Linked DNA regions of Mus musculus: all the other regions are linked to region 1. The links are chromatin contacts, called in public Hi-C and HiChIP or PLAC-seq maps. All regions are on one chromosome and are shown on one strand. Each heading gives the region's core, a stretch centred on a gene start, on an enhancer-like site or on the middle of the called end of the contact. The rest is flanking DNA. Distances are from core to core; before and after follow the strand shown.

Region 1 (2,596 bases), core at 64-2,563:
AAGGTGACAGCAACCTCATGGTTATTAGGAGGAGAAAGGACCATAAGCACATCCCTCTGGTGTTTCATACATGTGGGTTCTAATTATAGAGGCAAGCATTTTGATCAACTACTTGGTCTACCTGCCAGCACCTTCATGAGACCAAACAAGAGCACATCATCACAGGGCTGAGAAGGAATCCAGGCTTATAAGTTCTCTAATGACTTAGAGGCAGAAGCTGGCCATAACTTCCATTGATGGGGTTTATAAAAATCTCAGCAGTGACACAACCTCATGTGCTGTGATCATACCTCATTATTTAGCGTAATTTGTAGGGAAAGTATAGGGTCAAGTTTTCTAATTCAGATTTTACTGGCATCAAAAGGGAAAACCATAGAGTTTGTGTTTTGTTTGGCTAGTTGAGAGCAGTGTTGTGTAAAACTTTTTATATTGTTAGTAAGCCTTGCTGACTAGAAGGAAAAAGCTTTCATATAATCCATTTTCATATGATCCACTCTGATTTACATTCATTCATGTTTCCCAGGGAGTGGGGCAAATTCTTCTGTTCTTAGTTCAGAATAAATGATCACCGAGAAAACCCATAGAACTCAACCCTGTGCCATGCCTGAGTCCTGAGGCCCCCTGTTAGTCTAATGTCTCTCTACAGTTCTAATGATCTTTACATCTGCTGTATACACAGGTTGCATTTAGTTGTGGTAGAAGAGAAAACACATCTGTCCCTTCATAAAACCAGAAGCATCAAGAATTAAAAATGAAAACCATGAATAAAAGTAATTATTCTTTTTAGATGTATGCTCTTCCCTTTTCAATATCAAGCAAATTTTGTATCTTATTTCCTCTCAAATCAGAAATCTCCCTTACTCCTTTCCATTCCCAGAGGTCTAAATATAAATTCTCTAGCCATTTCCATCCCTCAGACTGGCATTTGCCTATGCTGCCTTTAATAAATGCTTTCATCAATTGGCAGTTGAACAGATAGTTTGTGTGCCCTGATAGGGTGACACGAAACCTCTTTTCAAACTGACAGGATATTCTAAGTCTTTACTCTTTCCACCAGCGAAAGCTACTTTGTAAATGCCAGGTTCTTTTAAAATTGTGCTCCTCATGGCTGAATGTATTATTCATCTGACTGAGGTGTCCTATACAATCCCTTCAAGAAATTTATCTCTGAGCTTCCCTTTAAGGCTGGGAGAAGATTCAGAATGACTGGACTGGAAGATGATTGTATTTTTTCCTTTCCTTCTGGTTAAACTGAAGATTTGTGGCTTCTGCTTTATATCAACATGTGGCAGGTTGCCCAGGAAGGTGACCTTTAGAGCTAGAGTCACCCGAGTGAAGAGAAATGAACTGTGTGACCCAACTGTCACAGAGTATGTACTAACACTGACAAATGGAGGCACACATTTCTTTAGGACAGTACATGATACTTTGCAATGGGGGCATCAAGCAAGGTAAATGGGGACGAGGTGATAGCAGAAGCTGGGCGATGGTTAGGTATTTTCTTCTCACTACACCCTTAAGATGGACAAATCTTAAATGAGAATATATATATATATATATATATATATATATATATATATATATATATATATATAACTAAAAGGGACTTCAAAAGTCATCCCCTGCCATCACACTGTGAGATTCTACAGATCAAAAAGTCAGGAGGTTCCAGAAACGTGTTCAAATAAACTAGAGGCCAAACCAAGACTCATTCAGACAGTGGATACCCATCTGCTCTTCTCAAACACACCATGTGGTTACCAAATAATGATCTTCAAAATTCTAATTATTCTGAGTTAGACTGAAATTGTTTTATTCGAGTTTGATTTCTGTTATGGTTACAAAATTAACCACCGTAATCAACTTAGAGAAGATAGGCCTTATACCATTCTTACAGCTTACAGAACGTGAGGACAGGAATTCAAAGCTGGGGTCTGAAGTGAGGAACTGAACCAGAGACCACAGAGCAAAGTTGCTCCCTGGCTTGTTCTGACTGATTGTTCTCACTTCTTGTCCTCAGTCAGTTTTCTTAAACAATCCAGGGCCATCTGCCTAAGGGTGACACCACCTATACCTCTCACAACAATTATTAGTAAAGAATATAACCCACAGCCATGCCCACAACCAGTTTGACAGAAGCAACTCCTCAAGTGAATTTCTGCTGAGCTAGGTGACTTTGGTTTATGTCAAGTTGGAGAACAAATAACCAGTACAGTTATCAAAGGATCCTAGACATATAATCATTTGGAGGCCATAAAAGTCAGGCCTTTGAGAACTAAACCATTAAAAACAAAGTAAAACAAAACAAAACCAACACATACCAAGAAGTGGCAGAGAGTGGGTGTGATTCCTTGAATGGGTAACACTCTTTTTCATGTGACAATCTATTCCTGAGTTGTCTACATAGCCAAGCTGAGGAATGAGCCAAACCCAAGCCCCTCTGAGGTCTACAAATGACAGAGTGAGTAAGGCCCATGTGTCCTCATTTTATAAATCAGGCCCTCTTGGGATTCCTTTCCACCCCATTTTCGAAAATGACCTCCAGCTAACTTGGTTCCCGGAAACTTAAATTGGATGTGGTGTCCATCTCTCACAA
Region 2 (2,596 bases), core at 56-2,555, 410 kb before region 1:
TGAAGGAAATATATAGGAACTACAGGCTAGGCAAGGAACAGGATTTTTAACCAATCACATACTATTGAACCGCATAGAAACAACCCCCACGTTTGACAGCATGACGATGCTTATGCCGATGCAGGATGATACAGAGATGCTCATCTTCTTACCGAACAGGAGCTTTGACATTATGGCAATGAGATGGTTGTGAATTCAGGGACACAGGATGGGATGAAGGAATCTTGTATTCATCGTCATCATCTTCTACCGTGTCTCTAGTTTTCTCTGAGAGACAATTTGCTAATGGACCAGTACACCTACCAAGAGGGAAAAGAAAATCCAATCTGGTTTAAGCATCATAAATACCAGAGCAGGAAGGTCTGATGTGACATAGAACAATGAAGAAACTGCTTTGTCACTGGAAGTTTTCAACTGTAAACTGTTCTTACATCCAATAGAAATGGAAGGCCTTGAAATGTTAAGATAAGATATTCATACCTGTGGTTTTTAAGGGTGAACTAAGAAAAAAATGAAAATTACGAAAATGAAAGGGTTTTATAAATAAAGCTTTAACATAAGATGTGTACAATTATTCAAGTCCAAGCTATTAAAATGTTAATTGCTCCCTCCCATGTACTGGAAATCAGCAAAAGTGATAAGGATACACTGAAATCAACTGGAAACAAGAGGTTCTTTAAAGGTTCAAACTGGTCTATGGCTAATACCCATAGTTTTAAAAAAGCCATACATGAGAGAAATTTAACTATCTTGTCAACTTATAACTGTAGTGCTAGAGTTCCTCCCACTGCAACAATTAAGAACGAAACGTGTCCACAATTAGAAGCCGATCATGACAGAAATAAATCTTTGAGATGGATTGTTTTTGTAACTCATGATACCTAAGTGTAATACCTAACTGCAACGAATAAAACACTTAGCGGGATACCGTGGTGGATTTGAGCATTTTACTTGATCATTTGGGAAAATATATAAAATAAAATTGAAAAGTACTCTACTTCCTGTGTGGGTTTTAATTTAACCTTTGCTACTGCCCAAGACAACAGTCCAAAAAAAAAAATGTTAAAATGCAACTTGGCCAACAGGTAGAAAGACAGCTAGTTTGCAAGACACTAGAAAAACTCGGATCCAAGCCACTTTAATTATTATAAACTTCACGGAAAATGTTCCCCCCCCCCCAAAAAAAAAAAAAAAACACAAAACAGTGTAATGTTCCAGCACATTCGGCAGAGGGAGCAGGAGCCCTCTGGTACGTGAGGCAGTCGATGCCTATGTGGCTTTTTGTCTTTTTTCTTTTTCCATTTTCATTTCTTCTCACCACAAAGTTTCATTTTCATTTTGTATTCTTCTCTCCGAGAGCTGAGTGTCCCTGTCTGAACTTCTTGGGACTAAAACATTTTTTCAGATTATTTTTTCCCCTCAAATTTTGGAACAGTTGCAGACTTTACCAGTCGTATCCCTCATGTAATCCTCAAAAAAGCTTTGGATTTTGGAGAACTTTCTATAATGATTTCACTTTTGGGTCAGTGTGGCTGAACACCCGTTATAATAGAAAAAAATGTCAGAGGTGTTTTGTATGTGTGTGTGTGTGTGTGTGTGTGTGTGTGTGTGTGTGTGTGTGTGTGTGCATGTATGTGTGTGCTCATATTTAAAGTTTCAACTGTATTCAGAGATCACGGAAAACCTTCCCTTGGGAGTTTTCAAAAGCTTATACTTTTAGTTTGTCTTTGAAGAAGTTTTCAGTATTGATTTTTAAAGCTCTGTTTGTTAAGAGATACTTCAGGATCCAAATGTCAGTTAATGGTAACCTGAAGCTTTGTTGTAGTAGCAGAGGGGTCTCTACACAGCCCAGAACACAGGCTATGAAATTCATAAACAAACAATAGTGTTATAGTCACTCTAGTTGAATCCTAGAAGACACACCTTGCAACTAAAGGTGACAAAAGTAAAGATGTTTCAAAATGATGACTTGATGGTGTTTTAATATGGTTAGGATAGAAATAACTGTATTTTCTTGCAAACACTAAATTCTTGGAGACAGACATCAATCTCACCAACCTCTGCAAAGACCAGGACGTCTCTATAGGCAGAGGAAGTGGGCCCTGCATGTTCCCATCCTCATCCTGCTCTGCTTCCAGTCTCAGTGAACACCATCTCTATACATACCACTTAAGTAAATACTTCAGAGACAAAAGGGACCTTTGACTTAATATTCAATAACTACATCAAGAGGTGGAAGTTCAAATCTGTCTTACAGGTTACTTCAATAATTTAATGATTTCCAAGAAGCACTTCACTCTGAAGGAAGAATACTTGTTTTTAATTTGCATAACATATAGTATGTATTGGGATGTGTGTGCTCATGCCAAGGTATGGATGGAGGTCAAGGACAACTTGTGGCAATCAGTTCTTACTCTCTCCTATCTTGCCGTTCCCAGGGATTCAACTCAGGTGATCAGACCTTGTAGCAAGAAACCATCTTGTCAGTGCAAGAAATAAACAATTAAAAAAAAAAACAAACAAACCACACCTGTTGTGGTTAGCTCTGGATGCTACCCTTCATTGACAGAAGATCTTGCCTGGCTAAATACCACTC
Region 3 (2,596 bases), core at 34-2,533, 380 kb before region 1:
CAGTGATGGCTCTGAGGTTAAGAACATTTATTGCTCTTGCAGAAAACCAGGGTTCAGTTCTTAGCACCCACATGGTGGTTCACATTACCTGTAACTCTAGTTCTATGGGACCCAATGCCATTCTCTGGTTTCCACAGATACAGCTGTGACACACAGACAACACACAGGCACAACATTCATACACATCAAATAAAAATAAGTCTTCAAAAAGAACAGCCCACAGTAGAGTGTTGGTGTCAACTAATACTGTTCCCAAATTGTCCATTTCAGTTCTCAAATACACTGTGGTGCTGTGAGAATCCGTCTACTGAGTTAGTTAGCAGACTTAGGCTAACTTAGACTTGTTCTCCGGGAGTTTATTTTTGCTGCAGTGGGTGAGGTGGTTCCACAGGTACAGGCCCTTTCCTTCAAGCCCGCAGACTGGAACAGACAGTTGGATGCAGATAAGTGGCACCTGTCTGCAATCCCACCACTCCTGTGGACAAAATGGGAGGTGGAGACAGGAGACTGGCCAGGAATCTGAGGCCTGCTAGACTGGGCACAAATAAGAGGGTCGGTGCCTCAGCAAGGTGTAGGGAGAGGCCAGCCTCTTCAAAGGCTTCTCTGATTTACACCTCACCGTCAACCCGCCCTCCTCTCAGGCCTGGGTACTCCTCACGCCTGCTCCATTGCACTAGCTCACCAAGACTCCCAACTCCTTCAGTCCCCCTCTGAGAAAGAGACGCTCCAGTCTGTTCTATCACACTAACCCAGAAAAGAGACAGTAGAAGGCAAAGAGAGAAATGTACGTTTGAAACGGTCTTAAAAGCAAATATTGTTTTAGTTTTCGTTAAAAAGTTTCTAGAAGGTTAGACATGCGAATGTTGCTTTTAAAATAAGCCAGAATCATATCTGTTTCTCACTGAGACATACGCAGTGAGCTAGATTTTTGCCTCTCCACAGTGCTCTATTTGATCGTACGGCATTAACGCCACACTCATATTTGAATGCACTCACTGTTTTCTTACAACACTTTGGACACAGAAAAGTCTTTCCTGCAAACGTGTCTGAAGAAAAGTCTAGGGGAAAAGCCACAGAAGTTAAGTTTCCATTTCATAAAACTAGGGTTGTTGGCAGAATTCAAAGTATAGCTGCGTGGCATTGACAGTGATGGCCTTTTTTATGTGAGACATTCAAAGTTTGCTGCCTGCGTCATCTGGAAGCGCAGACGTGGTTTAGCAGAACTGCTTGTTTGCCTCTGTTTTGTCAAGAGAGACGCAGCTCCTTACCTTACCCTGTGTGCAGTGCCGCTGCTGGGTTACTGCAGTGCTTTACAGACTGTGTACACAGGAAGAAGATGCTCTCGGGACTCTGCATGGAGATGTTTTCTCTGCCTCTTAGTGACAGGTGAAAGTGAGAGGGGTGCCCGCGAGCTTTACTGATCAAGAGTGAAACAGAGAAGCCGCACCCAGAGAAACTCAGCTTCAAATGCTCCACAAAGCATATTATTTAACTTACTTGGTATTCTGGGCAAACTCTTCCGTGGTTATTCAATTTATTAAATAACACAGATGTTTCAGAAAATGAAAAAAAAAATCTGACACCTCTTTGGAGGCATGACTAATAGGCCATTATGACAGCAATTAAGGAGCACCCACTGACAGACTGTAACAGCAACCACTACTGTGCCTTTGTTAGGTTTGCTGTTAATTACATCAAATTTAAGTCCCCAATGAATTGGAGTTAAACTAAAACAGGGCATCAAATGAAAGACAATTTTAGTGAAGAACAACTTGCTAAAAATGCACTTTCTTGAACACATTATAATTTGTAGTCCAGGTTCAGTGTTCCCTGTTGGATGCTGACAGATACATCCTAACTCCTTGGGAGGCATGCATTTCCCTAAAAGCATTTTCATATCAGCACACCTAACCAAAGAACTGTAAAGGTAGAGGAAACGGTTTCATGTCCCTAATTAAAGCTGCAGGAGAAGCAGATACTCGTTTCAGGTAATTACTGGTAGTAATCCCATCTATAAAACTTCTAGCAGTGAGTTTAAAGTAGAAACTACGTCTGAACTTCCTTTCTGCTCAGAGATTGCTATAGAGACACGAGCTGCTCAAGAGATCCTCCTTAAAATAAAAGTCAAAGCAACAGGCTTGACTTCTCGGGAAGCAAATGTTGACGTGCCCAGGTTTGTTCCTATCAAAGGGTGTTGTTCAACGATAGATTTGTGCTGTGCATGATTGACCTTAAAAGCTTAACTTTTTATAAGGCTGTAACAGTGGAAAATCCCGTGAAGTAAAACTAACAGCTTTAAAGAAAAAAGGAAAAAAAAAAAAAAAGACCCTGTACTGTATCATTTTGGAACACGGGCAAAGTAAAAACACAGAGACATCTGTTACAACCTGCCTTTCTTTCAGCCCAGAGCTCCGAAACTCAGAAATCTTCCAGTAAATCTGTAAGTTTAGATTCAAGGTTTGACAATATATTACAGAAGGAAAGAAATGTTCTATAGATGTGCTCTGCTCAGGCACACACCATCAGTTAAATCCAGTGAGCCTCAAACTGACACTCCCAACAGGGGCTTGTTACTGAACGTTTTTTCACTATGTTT

Evidence for each region. Hi-C and Micro-C count contacts between places; a contact is called where the count stands out from the background. HiChIP or PLAC-seq counts read pairs in DNA pulled down with a chosen protein or histone mark.
Region 2: a contact with region 1 is called in a Hi-C map of Th1 cells, with 2.9 times the contacts expected there. The contact joins two enhancer-like sites. A contact is called at or near these places in 2 of 15 datasets of contacts at CTCF or cohesin (large pre-B cells and pro-B cells) and 4 of 484 Hi-C or Micro-C datasets (CD4 T cells, Th1 cells, granulocyte-monocyte progenitors and 1 more).
Region 3: a BATF HiChIP or PLAC-seq map of CD8 T cells shows a contact between it and region 1, with 5 read pairs. The contact joins two enhancer-like sites.

The regions. Positions count from the first base shown.
Region 1 is chr16:51,766,473-51,769,068 of GRCm38.p6, reverse strand. No RefSeq gene overlaps it. Among named protein-coding and RNA genes, the nearest start is that of Gm29686, 220 kb to the left of the region's middle. Within about 2 kb of position 1,313, at least 13 of the 459 cell types and tissues checked have an H3K27ac peak or open chromatin away from gene starts, as enhancers often do. A contact at or near this core is called in CD8 T cells and Th1 cells, where this site is marked.
Region 2 is chr16:52,180,915-52,183,510 of GRCm38.p6, reverse strand. Cblb (Casitas B-lineage lymphoma b) reads right to left here. Exons shown (of 18, transcript NM_001033238.1): 14 at 153-299. Among named protein-coding and RNA genes, the nearest start is that of Gm23513, 77 kb to the right of the region's middle. Within about 2 kb of position 1,305, at least 65 of the 459 cell types and tissues checked have an H3K27ac peak or open chromatin away from gene starts, as enhancers often do. A contact at or near this core is called in Th1 cells, where this site is marked.
Region 3 is chr16:52,146,213-52,148,808 of GRCm38.p6, reverse strand. The region is part of intron 9 of Cblb (Casitas B-lineage lymphoma b); the gene reads right to left. Among named protein-coding and RNA genes, the nearest start is that of Gm23513, 42 kb to the right of the region's middle. Within about 2 kb of position 1,283, at least 46 of the 459 cell types and tissues checked have an H3K27ac peak or open chromatin away from gene starts, as enhancers often do. A contact at or near this core is called in CD8 T cells, where this site is marked.